Linked DNA regions of Hordeum vulgare: regions 1 and 3 are each linked to region 2. The links are chromatin contacts, called in public Hi-C maps. All regions are on one chromosome and are shown on one strand. Each heading gives the region's core, a stretch centred on a gene start, on an enhancer-like site or on the middle of the called end of the contact. The rest is flanking DNA. Distances are from core to core; before and after follow the strand shown. Region 1 holds the start of LOC123399829 (nuclear pore complex protein NUP93A-like). Region 2 holds the start of LOC123395310 (heat shock cognate 70 kDa protein 2-like). Region 3 holds the start of LOC123396518 (ubiquitin-related modifier 1 homolog).

Region 1 (3,142 bases), core at 539-3,038, 640 kb after region 2:
GCCATCAGGGCGCGAACACCCCCTGGGCGTGTCTTGTTAGCTTGGGGGCACCACGTGTGCCTTCTGGTCTTTTTGTGAAGCTTCCAAGTCTTATTTTGTCCAAAAAATCATCAAAAAGTTTCTGGGTATTTCGACTTTGATTGGTACAATATTCCTGAAAAGCGAAAACATATAGAAAACATCAACTGGTACTTGACACCGGGTTAATAGGTTAGTGCTCAAAAATAATATAAAATAGAAATTAAATATAAAAAAGTATCCTAAAATGATAATATAATAACATGAATCAATAAAAAAAATCCAAACAATTGTGCAAGGAAATCAGCTCTCAAATCCACAAATAATTTGCTACCCATGATGGTAGCTACACATGACCCCAATTTTTTATTTTTATTTTTTATTATAAATTATTTTGGACTATGAAAAATAACTCTATAATAAAAATATCGCGACTTTGGACCACCAACCAAGCAAACACACAGTTATGCCAAAAATGCAAACAAGTGTCCCTTTTTTATAAATGAGGCATTGAGTTCCAGTAGCATTAGCACATGTGTATTTTTCTTGTATAGGAATAACCTTTTCTCACTTTTATTTGTACTTTTATTACTTTTTAACACGAGTTTATTTTTTATGTGTAGAAAGGGTGTTTTCTCATTTTTGTCAGTCTTTTTGTTTGCATTTTTGGCATAACTATGTGTTTGCTTGCTTGGTGGTCCAAAGTCACGATAGTTTTATTATAGAGTTATTTTTTATAGTTCAAAGTAATTTATAATAATAATTAAAGATAAAAAATTAGGGTCATGCGTAGCTACCATCATGGATAGCAAATTATTTCTGAACTAAATATAGTAATAGATAAAAAGATAAAGAAATCCAAGCACTGAACATTTATAGTATACATTGAACATTTTCGTAATATACAATGAACATTTCTTAAATAGACATTGAATCTTTTGTGATATACGCTGAACAATTTGAGAAAACAAATGGAACCATTTTGTGATATACGTCGTACAATTTGGAAATACATATTAAACATTTGTCAATACAATAAATAATTTGAAAATACACATTGAACATTTTCGTAATATACAATGAACATTTCTTAAATACACATTGAACCTTTTTTTGACATACGTTGAACAATTTGAAAAAACACATGGAACCATTTTGCGATATATGCTGAACAATTTGAAAATAGACATTGAACATTTGTCATTTACATTAAATAATTTGGAAATACAGATTAAACATTTAGTAATATACATTAAACATATTTTAAATGCACAATAAACATTTTGCTAATGTACAGTGAATCTTTTGTTAAATATACAATGAACATTTTTGTAATCCACGATGAACTCTTATATAATACACAAAAATAAAAAGAAAAAGTACAAAATAAATACAAGAAACACAAATTATTCATCAAAACATTTCCTCATAATGCAAAAATAAACGACAAAACATTTCCTTATAAAGTATTAATGGACGAAAAATGAAAAAAAGAAAAGAGAAAGAAAATAAAGAAAAGAAAGAAAAAGATAAAACCAGAAAAAAAGAACATGAAATAACCAGAGAGTAAAACAAAACAAAAAAGGCAACTGAAGAAAACACAACAAAACAATTGAAAAACCAGACAAAACATTGAGAAAATCGAAAGAAAAAACCACAGAAAAAAACACACAGGAAACGGCGGACGAGCAAAACACAATGCCGTACGTGGGCCGGCCCAACCGGACGGTCGCCTCAGCGAAGGCTCAACATTCTGACGCTAACGAGCGTCCAATAGGGTTCGCCAGTCCAAAACCCCCAGTTCGAGCGCGGCGCCGGAGCACAGATAGCTCCCCGTGAACACCTCCATCTACGGCGGCGATGGCCGGCGTCGGAGCCGATGGCGGAGGAGATACGGAGATGGGCGGCTGGTCAGAGCTTCTCAACACCTCCACCAAGCTCCTCGAGCAGGCCGCCCTCACCCCTCACTTCCCTGCCCTCCAGGTGATGCATCGCGCTCTTCCTTGCCCTCCTCGCCCGCATCTATCTCTTGCCGCGCCCGAGCCTCCCTTGCTTTTTTCCGCCTGATGGGTTCGTTGTTGTTGGCCCGCGCAGAGGAACCTGGACCAGCTCGAGGTGCTCTCCACCAAGCTCAAGGCCAAGACGATCCGCGCCGAGGCGCCGTCACAGTCGCTCTCCGCCACCAGGTTGCTCTCCTGGACCCCTTTAGTTAACTCTGAGAGAGCCTCTCTGCCCATCTCCCCGTCGTGTTTCGTTCGAATCAGGATTGCCGCTTCTGGTGTTTTGGATTGGACTTAGGGTTTCGGCTGTGCATCTGCAGGTTGCTGGCGCGCGAGGGGATCAATGCTGAGCAGCTCACCAGAGACCTCAAGTCATTCGAACTCAAGGTGATTAGCTTGTAAACCTGGAAAATGCATGCAGGGTTCATTTCAGAGAATGCTATATAGATAATCTTATGTGTCGGTCGTTTAGACGAGGCAGTTGATTTTCGTAGTCTTGACATTTTGTGCTGCACTCTTTTTTCTTTCATCCATAGCCGACTATCGGGGCTCTTCACTTGTTTTTTTCGATTAGCAGTATTAATAACTTCCTTACTTCACGAAGAGGCAGAACTCGTGCTGGTTGCCTGAAAGAAAAGAATAACATGAATAACGTCACCTTCTTAGCTTCTTACATAAGATCCTAGTTTAACTTTTAGACACACATTCCCTAGTCTTTTTTTGAGCTTGTAATCCACTTTATTAATACACACTCCCTATGTCTGGAGGCTGCAAATCACTCGCTTATCTGAAACAATGTTTTCTAGTCTCAGTTGAGGCAATGTAGTGTTTTCATGTAAAGTTTCCTACTCAAAGTCAGAAAATATTGTTGTGAGTGGTCAAGTCAGATTTTACTACTTATCATAGTGTAACAATCTTTCGCCACCAATTAGGCCAGCACGTATTACCTCAATATTGTTTTCTACCCTGTTGGTCAATGTATATATCCGCTTGCTTGTTACTGTACATCTACAGCTCTTGAATATCACTCAGGCAACATGTTATCAGTATACATCATAGTGGCATTTTTTTTAATTGTAGACCACCTTTGAGGATGTTTTTCCATCGGAAGCAACTTCTGTCGA
Region 2 (3,521 bases), core at 187-2,686:
ATCCCAAAACTATGAGGGGAAAACCCGTCACTAACGAAAATATGATGCTTGAGAGCAACAAAATAGAGGATAACATTTTTCCATAGAGGGAATAAAGAGAAACTTGGATTATCTTGAGATGTTCGATGTTTGTCTGTCGTACAAAATCACGCCCACTAAAGATATGACAGTCAAGCGCACTAACATCGGTGGGTAGGTATACCACAAGTCGAGGTGACACGAGCTGCCACACGCATAATCTCATGTACACATTGTGTATATGGGACTAGCTATTTTTGTTTTCTCCGATGCAACGACACACACATGTTCCCTAGTACACTATAATACAAATAGCGAGTGTGGAATAGTGAGGGTATGGTGTGAAGAATTGTCCGTAGGCAATCAACTAAGCTACTAATTCAATTATCGTCAGTTATATGCATGAGAGGGCTCTCCTAACATGCTCTTCTTTACTTAGAATTTTATGTACTTATGATTGAAACTATTAGCAACCATCCACGACTAATAACAAATTGGAAAAAAGAAAAGTCCCTAGTAGTTTTTTCTATGTGCTTCACAATCGGTGCTATGAGGCCCAAGGTGTGCTGTTGATATTCATGACCATTATTTTGTAGACCGGTGCAACTGTGACATGTTGCAACACAAGATCCTTCGCGAGAGCGAGGGCTTCTCAACATGAAAGAGCCTTGAGGATTGTAAGATATGGCAAACCCTGATAAACAAGAGCCGACAAAACTACATATGAGCCATCATTATACAACCGATATAAAGCTCCTCTACATGTTCTTGTCAATCGCATCATCAACATTCATTTTATGACAATTGGTGATAGTGAAATCCAAGTCCGGGTTACATCAGGTGCGTGCACCCGCGGTCTAGCCTTAGACTTTGGTATTGCATTTTTAAGAATGGACATGTAACGAATTATGAACATATGTATAAACATTAGACTTTGATGTTTGCCTCCGTCTAGATCACCCACGAAGTCACTAATAAAGAACAATGGACATGATAGGAAGTGGGTGACATAGTTTACGCGTATTGGGTTGCAACAACCAAAAGTAACAGATTTGTATCAGAAACGATCAGCGAAAAAATGAGCCACGCGGTCCAACGACTGAGTACGTGCGCTCACTACATTATTTTAAAACTGTTAACAAACAGGGCAGTCTTTTGCCAAGATTGATCAGATTCCTTCTACCCATATGCAAGCAACTCTTTTGCCGAAAGTGTCAAAACTAGCCGTTTGAACATCCCAAATCGAGATTCTTCGCAAAAATAAAAAAATATAAGCATCCCAAACAGGAAGGCGTCCGCGGAAACGACACCCTGTGCGCCATCAGCGGCAGGATCAGATCTGAACGGCTCTAATATCCCGACCCGCAGCCCAGGAACCTTCTAGAGCCCCTCTCCCGTCCTACAAAATCCCCGGTTCCGCCCCCTCTACTCTTCCTCTTCAAACCCTAGTCCTCCCTCCCTCCTCAACACGCCGCCGCTCCCCCTCCTCCGGAAGAAAAACCCTAGAGAGCTTTCAAGCTCCCCGGAGCGCGAGAGATGGCGGCGAAGGGCGATGGGCCGGCTATCGGCATCGACCTCGGCACGACGTACTCGTGCGTCGGCGTGTGGCAGCACGACAGAGTCGAAATCATCGCCAATGACCAGGGCAACCGCACCACGCCGTCGTACGTGGCCTTCACCGACTCCGAGCGCCTCATCGGTGACGCCGCCAAGAACCAGGTGGCGATGAACCCCATCAACACCGTCTTCGGTGAGCGCCTATTTGCTTTTGCATCCGTTGCACGCTCAGATCTGTCTACTATCTTCATAAAATGATTAGTAGTCTACCTCGATCTGCTCCGTTTAGTCTGTTTTATTATCATTCGCATGGGTTCTAGCTTGATATGTTATTGGTCCTGTATCTTGATCGCTTAGATCCGTGGTAGCTGTAGAGGTTTCTGTGCTGGCAACGGTTAGTTAGTAGAGGTAGCTGTTAGTGGTTGGTGTGAATGTTTCAGATCTGTTATAGTTAGTATACATTGCTTTCTCGGTTGATCTTGTTAGTCATTTGGTGTCACTTAGATCTATTTGTTTAAAGCAGATCTGTACAGTCTGTTATTTTACACTTCCATCGACACAGTTTAGAGGAATGATACATATTAGACATGTATTATTAATGTCATTATAGAGTTTGATTTCTTTGTCTTGCCAAGTGCTTTTGGTTTGACATGTTTTAAATCTACATTGTCTTGGTTGATTTATGCCTGGTTGTTAGAATACTAATACCAGAGTATCGATGTTCTGATTCTTTAACAAATCCCACTTGGTTGTATGATATACTTGTTGTTCACTGTGCACTTCATTGATTCTCATTCTTAAACTGCATGCTAGGATTCTGTGCCAATCTTTGTTGTTTTATCTTATCAATTAGTTATTATTGGTGTTTCTGTTTTATTTCTGGAGCTAGCAGATTGATGATGAAATAAAATCCAAGCGCTCTTCTGCTGAATTTATGATGGATGGCTCTGGGCTATTAAGTTTGCTACCTCATTTTGTGAAGCGGAATTGGGGTGAATCCCTCCTTTTTTGCCCGTCTAATTTTAGATGTGTCAAAATAGGGCAGCAAGCTGAATGTGCCCATGGTTTTCATGGTTTTCAATCTGAACAATCTGTGGCTCAATCACTCATTCCTTTTTTTTTTGCTACTTATGGGATTTTGATGTGGAGTTCATTTTGTCTGGTTTATTCTTGATGGGAGAAGTGATGATATCATAACCATACCACATTTCTGCATTCACTGTGATGATCAATTTACATCATGCACTACCATCTGATCTCCCATTGCTATTTTTACTGTTGAGATATTTTCATATGATTAAACTTTTTAATTCTGAAGCCAAATTCAATGATAAACCTGTTTTATTGCTGTGCAATCTGTGATGCAAACAATCCCATTTGCTGAATCACTGTGATTATTATCAACAAGATCACCATCTTTTGGCTGAGATTGCATGGCAAGTTCATGTTAATTTGTTTGATGCAATGTTTAAACTCTTGAATTCTGAAAGCCGAATTCAATGCTAAATCTGTTTTGTTGCTGTGAAACATGTGATGCAAACAATCCCCATTTGCTGGGAGAAGTGATGATATCATAACCATACCACATTTCTGCATTCACTGTGATGATCAATTTACATCATGCACTACCATCTGATCTCCCATTGCTATTTTTACCGTCGAGATATTTTCATATGATTAAACTTTTTAATTCTGAAAGCGAAATTCAATGCTAAACCTGTTTTATTGCTGTGCAATCTGTGATGCAAACAATCCCATTTGCTGAATCACTGTGATTATTATCAACAAGATCACCATCTTTCGGCTGAGATTGCATGGCAAGTTCATGTTAATTTGTTTGATGCAATGTTGAGATATTTTTTATATGTTTAAACTCTTGAATTCTGAAAGCCGAATTCAATGCTACACCTGTTTTGTTGCTGTGAAACAAGTGATGCAAACAATCC
Region 3 (3,227 bases), core at 533-3,032, 550 kb before region 2:
CAAGCACCTTGTCTTCACCGTCCCTGGGCTGGACATCCACCTTGTGTACCTTGGTGGATTTCTCTAGCAGAAGCTCCAGACCGCCCCTGAAATATGAATGGTTTTAAATAGTGGATAGCGGGCTGGTAGCGGACTGGGTTCCGCGTAGCGGAATGCGGATAGCAGGCGATATTGCGGGCGCTATGTCCGCATAGCGAACTTATAAAAATACTAGATTATTGTTTATATCACTAGAACATGAACAAAAAGTATTGACATTTAATATGAGTGATAGCGCTCGCTATTGCGCTAGCGCTATTGCGGATGCAATAGCGGATGCTATCTTCGCTATTTAAAACTAATCACATCAACCCCATAAAAACGACAAATGCTGGAGTAATAAACACAAAGAGAAAAGCAAACGAACGAAAGAGAGAAAGATTACCCGAATTCAAGAGTGAGATGCATGGCTGAAGGACAGAAGCGATGCAGATTGATTGGGTTTTAGAATTTCCTTGTTGGAATCAGGCCAAGAGAAAAGTGAAGATAAAAGGCAGAAGGGGACAGGGTTGCGGAAAAGGGAAGCCGGTAGTTAAGTTGTTGGAAGCGTTGGAGGCGTGCAAGATTGCACGGTGTGGTCGGCAGCGGAGAGCGGTGTTGCAGTGGAGGGCTTCGGCAGCGGAGGAGGAGGAGTGTACGGCGGTGTGTGGGCGGCGGCGGCGTGCTCGAGTACCTGTTCGAGTGGGATTAGGTTAGCTTTATTTTTTGAGAGAAATTAGGTTATTAGCTAGCAGTCAGCGGCGGGGCCAGGATTAGAGCAAAGCCCGGGCCTAAAAAAAATTCAACATGGAAAAACTTTGGCACTTATAACTACCCAAAAACTCATCATGACATTTAGAAGAAGACCATATGTGATAACATACAAAGTAAATTTTAATTGTTCAATAATTCTAGAATTTAACCTCAGTACTTAACAATCAAACAAAAGAGATAAAATATGAAAAAACTGAAACCCCAGGTGTAGACTCTTCCACTGCCGACAACGATGAAAAATATCTCTTCATCTTCTATTTTTGTAACATGAAAAGAATTGACAACAAAATGCTCCAGTTTCAAATCAACAATGCATGTGGCATATAGGCACAGTTGGTTCAAGTTTCTGCTACAACATGAGATGACTGAATAGTTGGTTCAAGTTTCAATTAAAACCTTCTTCATACATAGACAGGGGCTATACGTAGATACATACTCACTGAAAGATTGACTCTTGGAGTCTTGGTTGGTTCGAGTTTCTGCTACAATTCGAATCAGGTAAATAGTTGGTTCAAGTTTCAATTAAACACAAAAGGAACAGAGCAGGTATTGAAATCTTGAATTGACTCATAGCCGACAAATCGTAGCATTATATATCTGAGAAAATTACCTGTCGTCTGGACGGACGGACTGCTGGTTGCGCGGGGAGACGGGGAGTAGGGGAGAGGCCGGAGTAGAGGCTGTAGAGCGGCGGCGGCGTCCGCCTAGACCTAGAGGCTAGAGCAGCACCGGCTGTCCTGACAGGACGGCCGCCTGGCTGGGGAGCTTGGGGGGCAGGGGTGGGGGGAAGTCGAAAGGCAGGGGGCGGGGCAGTCCCTGGCAGGAGTGTGGGGGCAGTCGCCGGCAGCCGGCGGCGCGGCGCACTGGCAGGTGTCGCGGTCGCCCTCCCTCCGTCCCTCGCGTGCGTTCGTGCGAACTGCTTCTAGGTCGTACGTCCGTCGTGGGCTCTCGTGGCTGAGTGTGAATCGGTAGCTGGGCGCCTGGGCCTTGGCTATGTCGTCGGCTAGGTTGCGGACCTATATGGAGAAGAGGCACGGCCCAGGCACGCCCTGGGGGCCTGGGGTTCAGATCCGGCGCGCCTTTAAAACATGTTAATCATGCATTTCAAAAATATTAAATGTGTATAGAAAACTGTTAATAAAGTATTTGAAAATGTTAAATACAAATGTTGACCATGTCTTAAAAATATATAAACTTGTATTGTATTAAAAAATGTTAAAACTTGCATGTGCAAAATGTTAATCAAGTTTTTGAAAAACGTTAAATGTATATAGAAAAATGGATGACCGCGTATTAAAAAATTATAATATTTCATTTAGAATATCTTAATCAAACATTAGAAAAGTATTAAATGCATGTAAGAAAGTGTTAACCATGCATTAAAAAACTAGCTTGGCACTTTAAAAACAATAATCAATCATTTGAAAATGTTAAAAATGTATATACAAAATTGTTAACCATTTATTAGAAAAAATGCTAATCCTTTTATAAAAAAATGTTAATCAAGGAATTGAAAAATATCTAAAACGTGTATGGAATTTTTTTACCAAGTACTTAAAAAATGTTAAACTTGTATTTGAAAATGTTAAACGGGCATTAGAAAATTTCTATACTAAAAATGTAGAATGAAAACGAAGAAGAATAAAATGAAAATCAAAAAAGAAACAAAGAAAAAATTGAAGAAATAAGTGAAAAGTATAAAAAATCTATGATAAACGATAAAGAAACAACGAAAACTAAAAAACCATTGAAAACCAAGAAAAAATGAAAAAGGAAATGAAAAAGGAAGGAAAATGAGAAAATGAAGAAGAAAAATTATATGAAAAAATGATAAATAAATAAATAAAAGTTATATTCAAGAATAAAAGAAACCAAAAAAATAAAGAAAATAACAAACAAGTGAAAACCAAGGAAAAACAAAGAAAGCAGAAGTTATATCAAGCAATAAGAAAAACCAATGAAAACGAGTGAAAAACAAAAAGATCAAAAAAAGGAACCGAAGCAGCATCGAATATGCAGCAATCGATCAACAGCGAGTGAGTAAATGTGCTAATAGCTCGGCCCACTCGCGATGCGCTTGATGTGAGAGCTTGTTCCAGCTTGCTATACATAAGATATATCTCTCGCTGGAGATCGTCCTAGCAGTTGTGGACTGTAATTGGGTCATACATGTTGGGGAACGTTGCATGGGAACAAAAAAATTCTACGCACACGAAGACCTATCATGATGATGATCATCTACGAGAGGGAGATCAGATCCACATACCCTTGTAGATCGCTAAGCGGAAGCGTTAATAAACGCGGTTGATGTAGTGGTACGTCTTCACGATCCGTTCCACGAACCGTCCCACGATCCGTCCCACGAACCGTCTCGTGATCCGTCCTGATCAAGTGCTGAACAGACGGCACCTCCGCGTTCCGCACACATACAGCTC

The links. A called contact is a pair of places that touch in the nucleus more often than the background predicts.
Region 1: a Hi-C map of seedling shows a contact between it and region 2, with 4 times the contacts expected there. The contact joins the promoter of LOC123399829 here to the promoter of LOC123395310 in region 2. A contact is called at or near these places in 2 of 6 Hi-C or Micro-C datasets (leaf and seedling) and 1 of 1 datasets of contacts at active chromatin or transcription factors (embryo).
Region 3: a Hi-C map of seedling shows a contact between it and region 2, with 6 times the contacts expected there. The contact joins the promoter of LOC123396518 here to the promoter of LOC123395310 in region 2. A contact is called at or near these places in 3 of 6 Hi-C or Micro-C datasets (leaf and seedling) and 1 of 1 datasets of contacts at active chromatin or transcription factors (embryo).

The regions. Positions count from the first base shown.
Region 1 is chr5H:91,135,672-91,138,813 of MorexV3_pseudomolecules_assembly, reverse strand. LOC123399829 (nuclear pore complex protein NUP93A-like) reads left to right here and starts at 1,788. Exons shown (of 15, transcript XM_045094208.1): 1 at 1,788-2,001; 2 at 2,113-2,204; 3 at 2,339-2,405; 4 at 3,099-3,142. The coding sequence starts at 1,879.
Region 2 is chr5H:91,779,722-91,783,242 of MorexV3_pseudomolecules_assembly, reverse strand. LOC123395310 (heat shock cognate 70 kDa protein 2-like) reads left to right here and starts at 1,436. Exons shown (of 2, transcript XM_045090294.1): 1 at 1,436-1,768. The coding sequence starts at 1,555. LOC123400514 (a small nucleolar RNA gene) reads left to right here and starts at 3,498; the gene lies at 3,498-3,521. LOC123400510 (a small nucleolar RNA gene) reads left to right here and starts at 3,307; the gene lies at 3,307-3,390. LOC123400507 (a small nucleolar RNA gene) reads left to right here and starts at 3,131; the gene lies at 3,131-3,217. It also overlaps LOC123400511 and LOC123400508.
Region 3 is chr5H:92,330,820-92,334,046 of MorexV3_pseudomolecules_assembly, reverse strand. It overlaps LOC123396518 (ubiquitin-related modifier 1 homolog), which reads right to left and starts at 1,782. Exons shown (of 5, transcript XM_045091436.1): 1 at 1,403-1,782; 2 at 425-712; 3 at 8-86. The coding sequence starts at 447.